2 separate regions of the Mus musculus genome follow, and region 2 is linked to region 1. The links are chromatin contacts, called in public HiChIP or PLAC-seq maps. All regions are on one chromosome and are shown on one strand. Each heading gives the region's core, a stretch centred on a gene start, on an enhancer-like site or on the middle of the called end of the contact. The rest is flanking DNA. Distances are from core to core; before and after follow the strand shown.

Region 1 (6,902 bases), core at 2,136-4,635:
CATCACTTCTAATCTTGTAATGTTTTAATTTCTTTTCTTTTAATGAAGAAATAAGCATCACAATAACTGGCTTTCATACGGTGCCTTTCTCTTTAACTCCATCTGTGGGCTTGCTGGGGAGGGAAGAGAGCACAGGAGGGTACTTACGGCCACAGTAGACATGGAAGCAGACGCTGGGTCTGGCCAGCCGATACACGTAGTAGCCTCTGGGGCAGGCCTTGACTTCCACCGTGGCGTTCCACAGACAGCAGTTTCCTTTGAAGCTGGCACAGGCCTGGCGTTGCACAATGCCATCCTCTTCTAGGGGGTGGCTGCCATTGAGCCAGACAGGAGCATGGGTCCCACAGTGATTTTCCGGTATGCAGAAGGTAGGCATGGCATCTCCTGCCATCCCCGTGAAGCGATACCACTCCCCGTTCATATGGTTGTCGCAAAGAGGTTGATTCTGGGACTCGTCGAACTGGTGGTCAGTGTTCCTCCAGGGCTCGTTCAGACTGATGTAAGCGGAACAAGGATCTAGGACTGGGGGTGAAAGAGGACCCAGAGATAGCCGGTGATGTTTCAGATCACAGTGCCAATGACTGGCTACATCCACCTCGCTTTTGCATTTTGATTTGTCAAACAAAAAGTGTGTGTATGTGATGTGATGTGATGTGATGTGATGTGATGTGATGTGATGTGATGTGATGTGATGTGATGTGGTGTGGTGTGGTGTGGTGTGGTGTGGTGTGGTGTGGTGTGTGTGTGTGTGTGTGTGTGTGTGTTGTGTGGAAATTCTGCTAATCAAGATCGAAGTCTTCTGAGACTTGACACGTAATGGAGGACTCCCTTCATTAGCAGGGCTCCTCCTTCTCTGATTTTGTCTGGGGAATTCAAAACGTTCACACATACCTCCATGCCCCTGTCTGCAGGGCATTGTCATTCGTTGTAGGTACTCAAAGGCTGTGTTCATCTCTGTTCCCCTTGCCCTCCCGGATCAATATCAGCCTATGGTCCCTGAGGGCGGGGAGAGTTGTGTGTGTGTGTGTGTGTGTGTGTGTGTGTGTGTGTGTGTGTGTGGTGTGTGAAAAAGGGGGAAGGCCTTGAGTTACCTTTGCAAAAGTGGCAGTCAGGTCTTGCCTCAGTATGAAGTCTGACTGAATAAAGAATGTGGAAAGCTCATTCCACAGAAAGGGAAAGGCCCGAGGCACACGGCCAGTTGCTTTGAAATACTCTGCAGCTTGGCAAGAGCAGGCAGGAAATAACTTGACGGTCTGGGGCAAAAAGTGTTCAGGACATTGTGCTTTCTGGAAATGACATTTGTAGGATTGTAAATTCTTGCTTGTGCCACCTTCTCTTCAAGTTTTGCGAGTTCCTTCCAAAGTCTTTAAAATGCCTCCGAGCTGCCCCAGCAGAGTGCCAGCTGACAATTCAGTGCTCCCTGAAGAGATGTCCTCAAATTCCCTCCCTTCTCCTAGGGGGAAGTCTCCTCCACCCCTCTGGCTATGGCTCTCCAGCCAAGCAGGGCTTCCAGAACAATTTCACAGATGATTATAACTTCATAGAAATATTTCACTCATCTCCCTGTCTCTAATTTTACAAGAAATGTTAGACTCTCAACCTTTCATGGCATTGACAACAACTCCCGTAATGACTATTCCATGATTTCTAAAGTTTTCCTTAAAGTTAAATGTCATTTCTTAGACTGTTGGAAAGTTCAGTTGCCCTCCTGTTGTAGAGGAACAGTGGCGTGAAGAAGAGATTGACCCTATATGAGATGTCACACAAACACAGTTGCTGGATATTTGCTAACATTACATTCTTCCACACTCTTTTAAAATTCCCATTTGGTGTCAAATCGTCTTTTTGCTCTCAGTGTGGAGCCAAGAATGTGGCATTATAGAAACTGATCCTAGTTAGCTCAGACAGTCCTCAGCGACTTGAAAGAGAACAACCCTGTATGTTTCTCTCAAAGTCCCCCTCCCTGCTAGAAAGCTCAGCGGCTCAGCAGAACACTTAGGAGCTTGGATCTTATACAAAGACCAACCACGGGGCCTGAGCAGACGTATTTGTGTCCCTATCTTGTTATCCTGGAGGCTGGTGTACCTCGAAGGCCCTGTACACTGTCCAAGTCACAGTTTTTTCAGCCCTTGTGCCTTTGCTGTGTCTAGAAGCTCCCTGTCCTGTCCCCTGCTTCTCCCTGTTCACCTCTTCTTTCCTGGGTTCCAAGCACTGAGAAGCACCATTGATTATTATTACCTCAAGCCTGTGGTCATTCACATTGTTTTAGTTTCTATCTACAATGTCCCCTGTCCCAGGATCCCATCCAGGATATTGTAATACGCATATCTCCTCAGGGTTCAATCAGTTGTTGTTGTTGTTGCTTGGTTTCTGTTTTTCAAGACAGGGTTTCTCTGTGTAGCCCTGGCTGTCCTGTCCTAGAACTCACTCTGTAGACCAGGCTGGCCTCAAACTCACAGAGATCTACCTGCCTCTGCCTCCTGAGTGCTGGGATTAAAGGTTGTGCCACTATTGCCTGGATTCAAACTTTGTGTGTGTGTGTCTATACACACATATGTAAATTATATATATATTTAAAGGTGTCAGTGTGGCCCAAGTTACTGCAGAGAAACCAATCTAAGCCAGTCATACACTGAGCTACACAGAAACACCCAGAAGGATCCTCGTTGGCAAGTTTTATGCCAAGCCTGAGAAGTTGCTTGGTCTGTGCAAAAAGTCACTCATATTTTTAAAGGTCAAATTTAATACCTGCTTTATCCAGGTCTGCCCCTTTCATGGGGACAGAACATTTGCTCCCTTTTACTCATTAAGGAAAAAGCTCTACTCTCATTTCTAAAGGAAAGAAAATATCGTTTCCATTCTTAAAGTTGGAACTCTAACGTCCTTACCCTAGAAAGAGATCTAATTTCTTTTCACACATACTCCCAGAACCCCTTAGCTCATAGGAAGGTTGTAGAGAAAAAAGGTCCTTGGAAGTCCTAGCCACTCAGGCAGGAAGCTAAAGGAACACGAAACAAAAATTCTCTGGGTGGGTATATATATCCATGTAGGTTGAATGACTGTTTTTGTTTTGTCTTTTTTTTGTTTTTGTTTTGTTTTTGTTTTTGTTTGTTTTACACAACCATAGGGCTGTATTTAAGGCCCTGTCATCTGGTTCTTAACATTTGGTACCCAAAAGCAAACAGCAACACAAAAGTACATTGTGCCAAATTCTTGACACGGGACTTACCCGCAGGTGACACCAAGGTGACTGTGGTGGAGAGGCAGGTGAGCAGCAGGGACAGAGGCATCGTTCTGATCCAGCTGCCAGGAGTGGATAGAAGATTCCCGGTGTAACAACAGTTCTCCGTTGTTCTCTCAAGCACTTAGGGGAGAATATCCCTCTGGACTCTTAGGAAGAATATCTGTATCCGCGCTGGCTGGGACCTCGTGGGACAGCGGAAGACGGTGAGTGGGATAACGCTCTGGCCTTGACTCCAGATAGAGGCCTTGCTCCTCACCTTCCCCAGCAGTATTTTACTGATACGGGTCTTTAGAGGAAACAAAAAACAAAAAAACCCTCTCCATGCCTCATCCTCCTATTGTGTGTGTGTCCCCCCTCCACCCCCCAAGAACTGCCTGTAACGGAGCCTTCGGTATCTTATCCAGAAGGGAACTCTCACTTAGGGACATCCCCTCACGTCAAATCTTGTTTTGTGACTTCTAGGAACTGACTTCCTGATGTGGCAGCCATGGCATTGTGCAGCCTCCTTCAGCCAGAGCGAGTCAAGCCACACCGTGGAACTGGGTACTGGAGAAATGTCTCAGTCTGATGGTCCAGGAGATAACAAGAACACACACACATACACACAGAGAAACACACAGAAATACACACACACACACACACACACACACACACACACACACAGAGACACACATAGACACAGACACACATACACAGACACGCAGAAAAACACATACCCAGACACACACACATGCACACAGGCATACACACACACACACACACACACACACACACACACACACACACACACACACACACAGGAGATAGGGAGGGGCCTGGGAGGGGCTGGTATTCTCTTGAAGAAGTTCCTAGATTTTCCTTATTCTGGTCTCCAGTCTCAGAGTTTCTGAAGGGACAAACCTTCACTCGGGCATTACCAACCCAGCAGTGATGCCTGGTGTTTCCGTGCTGGGTTTCTTTTCCATGGGGTATTGGGGGTTATTTATTTATCCAGTTCTCACACTAAAATGATAGCAGGAACTTCCCAAAATTTGGAACTACCCATTAATTAACAAAATCCCAGACCAAAGAGGAGGACCATGGGGACCAGCTCACTAGACGTCACCAGGCCTGGGTGTAGTAACTTCAGACATGGGGGTCAAAGGTCTCTGGCTGTGGGCACCCAGAACCAGAAATTATGGTAAAAAGGCAATGGAATGGGGTCAATCAGCAGGGTGGGCTAAACATATGTCAAGATCTATTTTAAATAGGTCTGAGGGAAATACATTCTCTCACCCAATCCAACTTTTAGAGCCTCAAATCAGAGCTTATCCCCACGTCCCTTCTGTCCCTTCCATACCTGAGTTTGTTCTCTGAGTAACCACATCTCTAGCAACTGGGACAAGAAGCATGTTTGGGGAAGGCAGCCCTTACATTAAAAAAAAAAAAAGGTCTTAAGCACTTTTCCCAAATGATTGTGGCTTCTTTCTTCTAAGGGCTCCATTTCCAGAAACTATTAGTCCTTATTACTAGATTGTTAATTTCTAGATTGTGACGGTAAACAGAAGTGGGATCTGCAGGAGCTACAGGTGAACAAGGAGTCGCACGGATCTAACTTTGTTTCTTTCTCCCCGTTAGGACCCAGGCAGCTTGACCACTAGGGTCTTAAGTTGTAGTTTGACAGCAGTGATGGATGACGTGGGACTCCATAGCTGGGCAATGCTGCTGTTGCTTTTAACAACAACAAAAAAAAACAAGCCTCACTGTTTCCTGTCCCTGAGAAGACATTCCAGTGCTTTATATGTGTTTGAAAAAACAAAGGACGTGTGCCTGAGATAAACCCAGGCTTGTGGCCAAGATTGATTGCTGGAGTCAAGGACTTGCACCAGATAGCCCTTTGGTTCTATAAACAAGAATCCCGGGGATGCCAGGATACCCCTCCCCCACTCTTGTCGGGTTTTTTCCCTTTTAGTTGACCTGCCTTTAAAAATATACAGGACAGAAGAAGGAGGGTGAACACCCAGCTGCGAAGCCCACTGACATCTTCTTGATTTTTTTATTTTATTTTGTTCACATTCCACGGTACATCCCTAAGAGGTGGTCTCTCTTATTTATGTCACCACGAGGCTGTTATTACAGTTATGGAAAGCAGGAATAATTCTTCGGCATTTGATGTCCTATCTGTGTTTAGCTTTTCCAATAGTTTCAAACGTTCATTTGTATTGCTAGTTTGAATCAGGATTGAGCAAGACTTTTACTGTAGACTGCATTTTGAGGTGTCACTTAAACGTCTACATCATCCTGCCTCTTTTATACTATTGGCCAGTCATCTAATCAGCCACTTATAGAGTGTTCTGTGTTTCAGATTTGGTTAATTGCTTCTTTATTGTATCATTTAGTGCCCTCTCCCCCATTGTTAGTGTTAGCACTTGTTTGTATTTTCAAGTCTCCTAAAGTATGTGTCCTTAGGATTTAAGCCCCCAAATACCCTGGTGACAGGGAAGAAACTTACCATACATAGGGCAATACAGTCAGGGAGGAAAGGAAACCAGCTTGCTGCTCTAGAGAGACCTCAGAACCATACTGGGACAGCCTTCAACATATAAATGGTACCTGATTTGGGGGAGTGGGCAAGATTGTCCAAGGGAAGTGTGCCCCAGGTTAGATAGAGCATGGTGGGAAGTTAACACTTAATATGTGGTCACTGGCAGGAGACTGCAAAGAAGACTAGGAAACTGTGGCCTTGAAGAGGGAAGTCCAAGACACAGGAGCAGAGATGTTTGAAGGAGAGGGCCGTGTTTAGCATGGGCCACGCTTATAAAGCATATGCAAATGACATGCAAATGCGAACATATAAAGCAGGTAACTTAACATTCAGTATGATCCCAAGGAATTGACTCCAAAGGTGCTTTATGGAAGGCATACATGGTATGTGACTTATTAGGGGAAAGAAAAGGAAAGATGGTTGGTGTTGGGAAAAAAAATCAGTGACATTTATGTCACTTTCCTGTAAGGAAGAGGGGGCAAGAAGTGTGTGAGAGCCAGAAGACAGGGTGACAGGCTTCAAAATGCCATTTAGACTTGAAACAATTCCAATCGTGAACTTAACAACCATGGTTACCGTCACTGACCTGCACAAGGCTGGCCCTGTCAACAATCTGTCACGGGTGGGGGAGGGGCTCATGAGACCCTATCCCTTGCTGCTGAACTATTGGCTGCTGATAGATTCTGGGAGAGGGGACGTCACCGACATCACCAGGCTCTCTTGGGCGGCTCTGTGGTCACGCAGATGGCCCTTGTTTAAACTACTCAGTGGGTCATTAAATAAGATGCATAGACATGAATGAAGAAAGAGACAAACAGTTATAGCTGGGACGTGTCACTGGAGTTAAAGGCCTACCTGGGATCTAGCCTCCTCTCTTCCTGTTCTTTCTCCAGAGCAATGGCTCCTCTGGACCACCATCTCAACAGAATGCGCGCACAGAGGTAGAAGAACGTTCAGTTCCACAACCTTCTGGGAGGTGCAGATCCTCTCTGAGGACCCTCTGCTGGCCTCAGCAAGTCCCCTCAGCCAAACTGCATTGCCACACCCAGTGACAGATCGGCACTGCTCAGTCTGTCTTTAGTGAAAATTCGCAGCTTTAAATACAACAACTATCCCTAACATAAAAATCTCCCT
Region 2 (6,902 bases), core at 2,438-4,937, 560 kb after region 1:
GTTGCTGGGATTTGAACTCCGGACCTTCGGAAGAGCAGTCGGGTGCTCTTACCCACTGAGCCATCTCACCAGCCCCAGCTTTTTCCTTTTAACTTTCTGTTGTTGTTGTTTTTGAAACAGGGTCTCACTGTGTAGCTCTGGCTGTCCCAGAACTTGCTATGTAGTTTGGGCTGGTGTAAAACTCAGAGACCCATGGGCCTCTCAGTGATGGTATACAAGGCACGGTCAGCATGCCCAGCTCATTAATAACACTCTCAATTTGTCCTTAGGTTACTTTCAGAATTTTATGTATATCCATCAGGGAAAGCAACTCTTCATGTGCAACTTATAACTGCTCCTTTGTGGCACAGCGGCTCAAACTATAGCCTGGTAAACTTTTAATTGTTCCTTAAAAGAGACTTGAGTACTGATGGCGGGGTCCCTGGTTGGGATTCCAGGGAAGCAGACAGCGCACTCACTTGGCTGCTCCCTGGAGAGCAGCTCTGGTCTTACCTCCTCCCAGTTCAGGGCAGGACCCACTGAGAACTATTTTTCTCAACTAAGATTTTAAACTCTGATCTTTTCAGCTTCCACCTTGATGATGTTCTATTTAGTTGCTTCTGCTTTGTGTTTTGTATTTTGAGATCAGCTGCTCCACAGAGCACCCAAGCGACTGCCAGTCAGCTTCAAAGGCTAGCCACAGTGACTATTCTAAGCTGAAACTCATCAAAGGACTTCCCTTTCATCTTACTTTCTTCCCAATTCTCAGAACTATAGCTCCATGCAGGAAACAGTTGGAGTGGAAAAACAGTGCCGAATCAGAATCAGCGCAAGGTTAACTTTCAATAAGCCGTTTTCTGCTGAGATGGAGAGACACCTGTAGGATGTCTGGCTCTAATGCTTTGCTTAAGGTTTATTTGGGTTTCTTTTCTTTCAGGTGCTGGAGATGAAAGCCAGGGCCCTGTTAAGAGCATGTTCCACTCTGAGCTACACCTCAGTTTCTAGTTTTGGATGCCACCATTAAAGGGTAAAGAGAACAACAAACCCTAGCCTGTAGCTGCTGAGCTTGGGGACTGACTGATCCCTGTAACTCTAAGTAGCCTCTCACTTAGGTATGTTCATAGAATGCTTACACAGTCCATGGGAACCCCTGACTTCCTAAAGGTCACCTAAGTTTTGAAGCAATGGCTTGTTGAGGTGCTGCTGTGCCTGAGGGCAAGGTAGCCCAGTGGTTAGGGACTGACTGTGGGGGGCTGACGAGCTGGCTCAGAGGTGAAGGGTGCTTGTGGCTCTTGAAGAAGACTGGAGGTAGGGTCCCAGCACTCAGTGTTTGGTGGCTCACATCCACCTACAACTCTAGCTCTGAGGGGTATGCTGCCCATTTCTGACCTCCTTGGTCAACCCCTCCCCCCCCCCCCCAACACACACACGTAAAAATAAGTAAATCTTTTTTTGTTTGTTTTCGAGACAGGGTTTCTCTGTATATCCCTGGCTGTCCTGGAACTCACTCTGTAGACCAAGCTGGCCTCGACTCAAGAAATCCGCCTGCCTCTGCCTCCCAAGTGCTGGGATTAAAGGCTAAAGGCGTGCACCACCACTGCCCGCCTACATTAAGTAAATCTTCAAACAAGCACTGATGGTAAAGAAGTGCCTGCCTAGGTGTGTACCCTGGCTTTGCTGCCTGCTGCGAGACTGGACAAATCAGTTGCCTTTTCTGTCCCTTAGATGCCTCACCTGTAAGCTGGAGTCAGTAACAGTGGAGCCTACCCCGAGGAAGAGTTATGAGGGTTAAATAAGTACAGCCGAGACAAGCAAATCAGCCCGGCCTGGCCCGCAATCCCAGATCCCGCTGGCTTGGCTTACCGAGTGTTGGAATTACAGGTGTGCACTGGCACATACACTTTTCCCTATGCACAATCCAGCTTTTCACTTACGTGTAAAGCTCCCGGGAGGGAAGGGTCTGCTCGGGAGGCAGGCAGTGTGATGTTACGCACTTCACACATCCTAGCGCTGGGCTACACTCTCAGTCAGCACATTCACCTCATGATCTTATAAAGAATCTTGCAGTGGGGCTGGGGAGAGCTACATGGAGTAAGTGTTTTCACTGGAGGGGTTGGGGAGCCCTTCAAGTCACTTACAAGCCTCACAGGTGTGGTAGCTGCCTGTAAACCCAGCCCTTGGGAGGCAGAAGATAAGCGATTCCCCATAGCAATGTTGTTAGCTAGGTTATGGGGAATGGGAATGTTCTGGGTTCAGGGAAGCTATGAAAGGCTAAGGAGGAAGACAGCAGACACCAGCTTCAAGCCTGGGCCTGGGGATGTATTGTGAGGTGGCTAGAGTGTTTGCTTACCCAAGTGTGAGGCACTGAAAAGGATCCCATGTCGTTGGAAGGAGAAAACAAACTACCTTTGTACCCTGGAGGCATCTTATAAAAACCCTTGTCACAGTGGCTCCTGGATGAATGATTTATAAATACGAGGTCAGCCGGGCGGAGGTGGCCCACGCCTTTAATCCCAGCACTTGGGAGGCAGAGACAGGCAGATTTCTGAGTTCGAGGCCAGCCTGGTCTACAGCGTGAGTTCCAGTACAGCCAGGGCTGTACAGAGAAACCCTGTCTCGAAAAACCAAAAAAAACCAAACCAAACCAAAAAAACCAAAAAAAAAAAAAAAAAAAAAAACCCCACAAAACCAACCAACCAACCAAAACAAACAAACAAACAAACCGAGGACAAAAGCAATCAGCTCAGTAGAGGCTGCAGGGGACCGAGACAGTTCCAGTCATGACTCTTTCTGCATGGAGTATTCAACCCTGTCGCTCAGGAGACTACCATCCTCATAACGAGGCACTCAGTGAACTTTTGTTGAATGATGATTATCTGGAACTTGGCCCTATCAGGGAAGCTGTGGCTGCTGCCAAGCAGAGGAAACGCTCCTAAGAAGCGGAATGATAGTTTGTGGGGCACAATATGGCTGGCGTGGTTAAATACTTACTTTGTGTACGACAGGGACGACCTCGCACTCATAAACTTTCCGCTTATAGTCTTAAAACAAAACAAAACAAAAAAAGAGATCCTCCTTTAAAATAAAGCCCAGAACAAACCAGATGCTTATGTCGATCGGGATCCAAGTGAGGTGGCTAATTATGACACCCGTTGGGTTCTACTAACAAAAATCACTAGGTGTCCCACCTAGACAGACGGATCACCACCCGCAGCACCTAGCTGCGGTAGCTCTTTCTAGGTGGGATGAAGAAGCTCGCGGGAGAGGGGAGGAGCCAGCACCCTAATCCTGGCTACTCCAACTCCACCCAGGTACGCTTCCTACCCAACAACTCGGGGAGGAAGGGAAGGCTTGCGGCCGGCCCACGGCGCAGGCGCCAACCCGCCCCACGCATGCTCAGTCGGATGACGCTGCCTTTGCATACGGCCGGCGCGGGCGAGCCTCCAGGGTCTCTTCCTACGCTCCCAGTTAGTCCTGGCAGGTAGGAGCGTAGGGGGGAATCAGGTCTGGAAGGTTCTCGGCCACTTACCTCAGCAGCTTGTGCACTTTGACTGACAGCCCCGCCCCTTGGACGAAGCCGTGCGGCCTCGCTCGCCACGACGTAGACGGCGGCGTGCGCGCGCCCGCCTGAGCTGTGGGAGTTTGATGGCGGTGCTGCGCCTGTCCCTGCGGCGGTGAGGGCTAGAGGGCGGTGCTAGCGCGCATGCGTGGAGGGGGCGGAGCCCGGCTGGGCCAGACCGAGCTTTCCGAGAACACTTCCGGGTCGCTGTGGCTGCCCCGCCCCCTTCCCCGCCCCAGTCCCCCGCAGTTTTGGTTTTCTTGCGTTGGTGCTGTCTGCTCCGCCTCTCTAGCGTAGGATGTTCAGCGTTTGCTTTTTATGTGAGAATTGCACGAAAGCATATCCACTTTTCCCTCTTCAAACACCCATGACCCAGGGCTAGTCCGCTCTCCTCCTTCTGCGCAGTCTCTGCCTGGAGCTGCTCAGGAAAGGTACCACTGTGGCTTCGTGCTCAGTGCTCACACTTTGTAAAGGCTCCTTTTCGACAGAACGTGGTTTTTGAAGTGGGAAGGGATGCTAAAGGAGTAGCACACCAGGGTGGCGCGGCACAAGACTGTTAATAATTGCATCCCCCTGCCAACGTTGATTTTCTGTTTTCTCAAAGCACGAACCCTCTTCTTGCGTCCTGCAGGTGGCTGCGGATTAGCGACTTGACTGAGGGTTGGGTCAAGCATTCATTTGGAAGGGATTGTTAGGCCTTCTTTGGTGGAACTTGTTAAGTACGTGAACTTGTAGCCGCAGCCATCTGGGATGGGAACATGGGGTAGTTTATCAGGAGCCTTTAATTCCGAATTATTGATTCAAGCGTGAAGCCGTTTGTTGTGTTCTGGAGGCAGTGGCCTCGGGAAACTGTTCCTTCTCAGTACTGTGTTGGTCCGAGAACTGTGTTAGTAAGTCATATTTTAATTGTACTGTGATAGGGAAATAAATCTGATTGGAAGGTATTTATTTCTAGCATCTTTAAAACGGCTTACCTCTCTTCCGCGGGTATTGTACCGATGGTTCCTCAATGCGTTATCAAACTGGATACGATAAAATATCATACTGGATAGGGTGAATGAAGCACTCTGCTCATACTTAGGTGGCTAGCAAGACCTCACCCCCTATAGGTTAATCAGACACCTATACAAGAACTTACACTGGTGAGCTCATGGAAAGCGACACTATTTTTGCTTAGGATGTGCTGTGAACTGCCCAGTTGAGGCCTACATAATGGAGTTTTTAATTTAAATTTCTTATTACATTTATTTATTTACGAATGTAGTCTGTGCATATGTTACCTGCCTACACAGCAGAATTTTTTTTTGTTTTTTTGTTTTTTGTTTGTTTTTTGTTTTTGTTGTTTTTTGGTTTTTTTGAGACAGGGTTTCTCTGTATAGCCCTGGTTGTCCTGGAACTCACTCTGCAGACCAGGCTGGCCTCGAACTCAGAAATCCACCTGCCTCTGCCTCCAGAGTGCTGGGATTAAAGGCGTGCGCCACCACGCCCGGCTAGCAGAATTTTTTAAATTTAAAATTTTATTACATTTATTTATTTAGTCTATGCTACTTGCCTACATAATGGAGTTTCTTTTAACTTAATTTTTTATTACATTTGTTTGTTTATTTCCATATTTTGTCTGTGCGTTTGCTACCTGGCTGCATGTGTAGTCCAGAGGACAACCTGCAGGAGTCAACTTTTTCCTTCTGCCGTGTGGGTCATCGGCCTTGGGAGCAAGTGCCTTTACCTGTTGAGCCATCTTAGTGACCTAAGTATTCATTGTTTAATTAAAAAAAAAAAAATTAAACAAAAGGGCACTTTCTTTTTCAGGACTTTCCTGGAACGTCATTTGTCATGGATGTTCTACGCCCACAGATTGTAACGTTCGATGGACGGAATTATAGAAAGAATCCCATCCAGGAGAAACAGTACCAACATGAAGAAGACGAGGATTTCTATCCTGGTAATCCTGGGGGGTCTCTTAGGTCCCACAAGAGGGAAAATGTTCTTTGTACTGTAAGGGTAATTCTTTGCTTTGTTGCTGCTCAGTGGGTCTAATAAAGCTGACCTCAGATGAGGTGTTCCTGGCTGCAGTTCGTGTGTCAAGATAGATTTCATCCTGGACAGAGGCCTCAGTGCCACGTAGAGTAACTTTTCATTATTTTTATTATTATTAAAAATTATTTATTTTATGTGAGGACATTGTAGCTGTCTACAGACACACCAGAAGAGGACATCAGATCCCTTTACAGATGGTTGTGAGCCACCATGTGGTTGCTGGGAATTGAACTCAGGACCTCTGGTAGAGCATGCAGTGCTCTTAACTGCTGACCTATCTCTCCAGCCCTCATTATTATTTTTTAAATATGTGTGTGTGTACATGTGATCACGGGTGCCCAAGGAAGCCTAAAGGGGTGTTAATTGGATCTCCTGGAACTGGACTCACAGGTGCTTCTGAGCCACTCAGTTGCAGAGTGCTGGGATCAGAACTCAGGTCACCTGCAAGACCAATAAGGGCTCTTAGCTGCTGCGCCCCCCTGTGGAGTACTTGTTAATTACTACTGTTACCTATAAATATTCTGTGGCAAAATTAAACCCCTTTACCTGTGAAATTATAAAAGAATATGAATTATTATTATTACTAATTTTTTTCTTGAGACAGAGTCTCTCTATTATGTAGCCCTGGCTGTCCTGGAACTCACTCTGTAGATCAGGCTGCTCTTGAACTAATAGAGATCCACCTGCCCCTGCCTCCTCAGTACTGGGCTTAAAGGAACGCATCACAGTGCCTGACTAAGAATATGAATTATTAAAATAAAGCCCTGAAGGATTTATTCCAGTGTCAGATAATATTAACTATTGTTATGCTAGTTTTTTTCTTCCTTCTTTGTAGTCATGCCTTGACAGGTCTAAAGACACAACTAACTTTATTTAACATACAGTAATTTTGTAAAAATAAAACAAAAACTAAACAACTAAATAGTTGAGGTGGATCCTAACTATTTTCAGGGCTATGACTGTGGGGTTAGGTTTAGTGTATAAGCAGAGCCTTTCAGGTTCTTTGCAACTCTTCCTTTTCAGTTCCTAAGGGTTTCTACTGAACCTTAAATCTTGGGGTCCCCCCCATGTGATCCTTTTGACTGCCCACTGTCAGCCTTGAGCTCTTTGAGCTTTCCAGTATTTTTTTTTTAATTAGGTATTTTCCTCATTTACATTTCCAATGCTATCCCAGAAGTCCCCCATACCCTCCCCCCACTCTCCTACCCACCCACTCCCACTTCTTGGCCCTGGCGTTCCCCTGTACTGGGGCATATAAAGTTTGCAAGTCCAATGGGCCTCTCTTTCCAGTGATGGCCGACTAGGCCATCTTTTGATACATATGCAG

What was found. HiChIP or PLAC-seq counts read pairs in DNA pulled down with a chosen protein or histone mark.
Region 2: an H3K27ac HiChIP or PLAC-seq map of extraembryonic endoderm stem cells shows a contact between it and region 1, with 3 times the contacts expected there. The contact joins the promoter of Anapc16 here to the promoter of Oit3 in region 1.

Annotation. Positions count from the first base shown.
Region 1 is chr10:59,438,394-59,445,295 of GRCm38.p6, forward strand. It overlaps Oit3 (oncoprotein induced transcript 3), which reads right to left and starts at 3,386. Exons shown (of 9, transcript NM_010959.2): 1 at 3,230-3,386; 2 at 148-522. The coding sequence starts at 3,290. It overlaps Gm36318 (a long non-coding RNA gene), which reads left to right and starts at 3,360. Exons shown (of 3, transcript XR_380461.2): 1 at 3,360-3,447; 2 at 3,707-3,787; 3 at 4,862-5,492.
Region 2 is chr10:59,999,448-60,006,349 of GRCm38.p6, forward strand. Anapc16 (anaphase promoting complex subunit 16) reads right to left here and starts at 3,688. Exons shown (of 4, transcript NM_025514.3): 1 at 3,509-3,688. Ascc1 (activating signal cointegrator 1 complex subunit 1) reads left to right here and starts at 3,358. Exons shown (of 11, transcript NM_026937.3): 1 at 3,358-3,460; 2 at 5,348-5,480. The coding sequence starts at 5,372.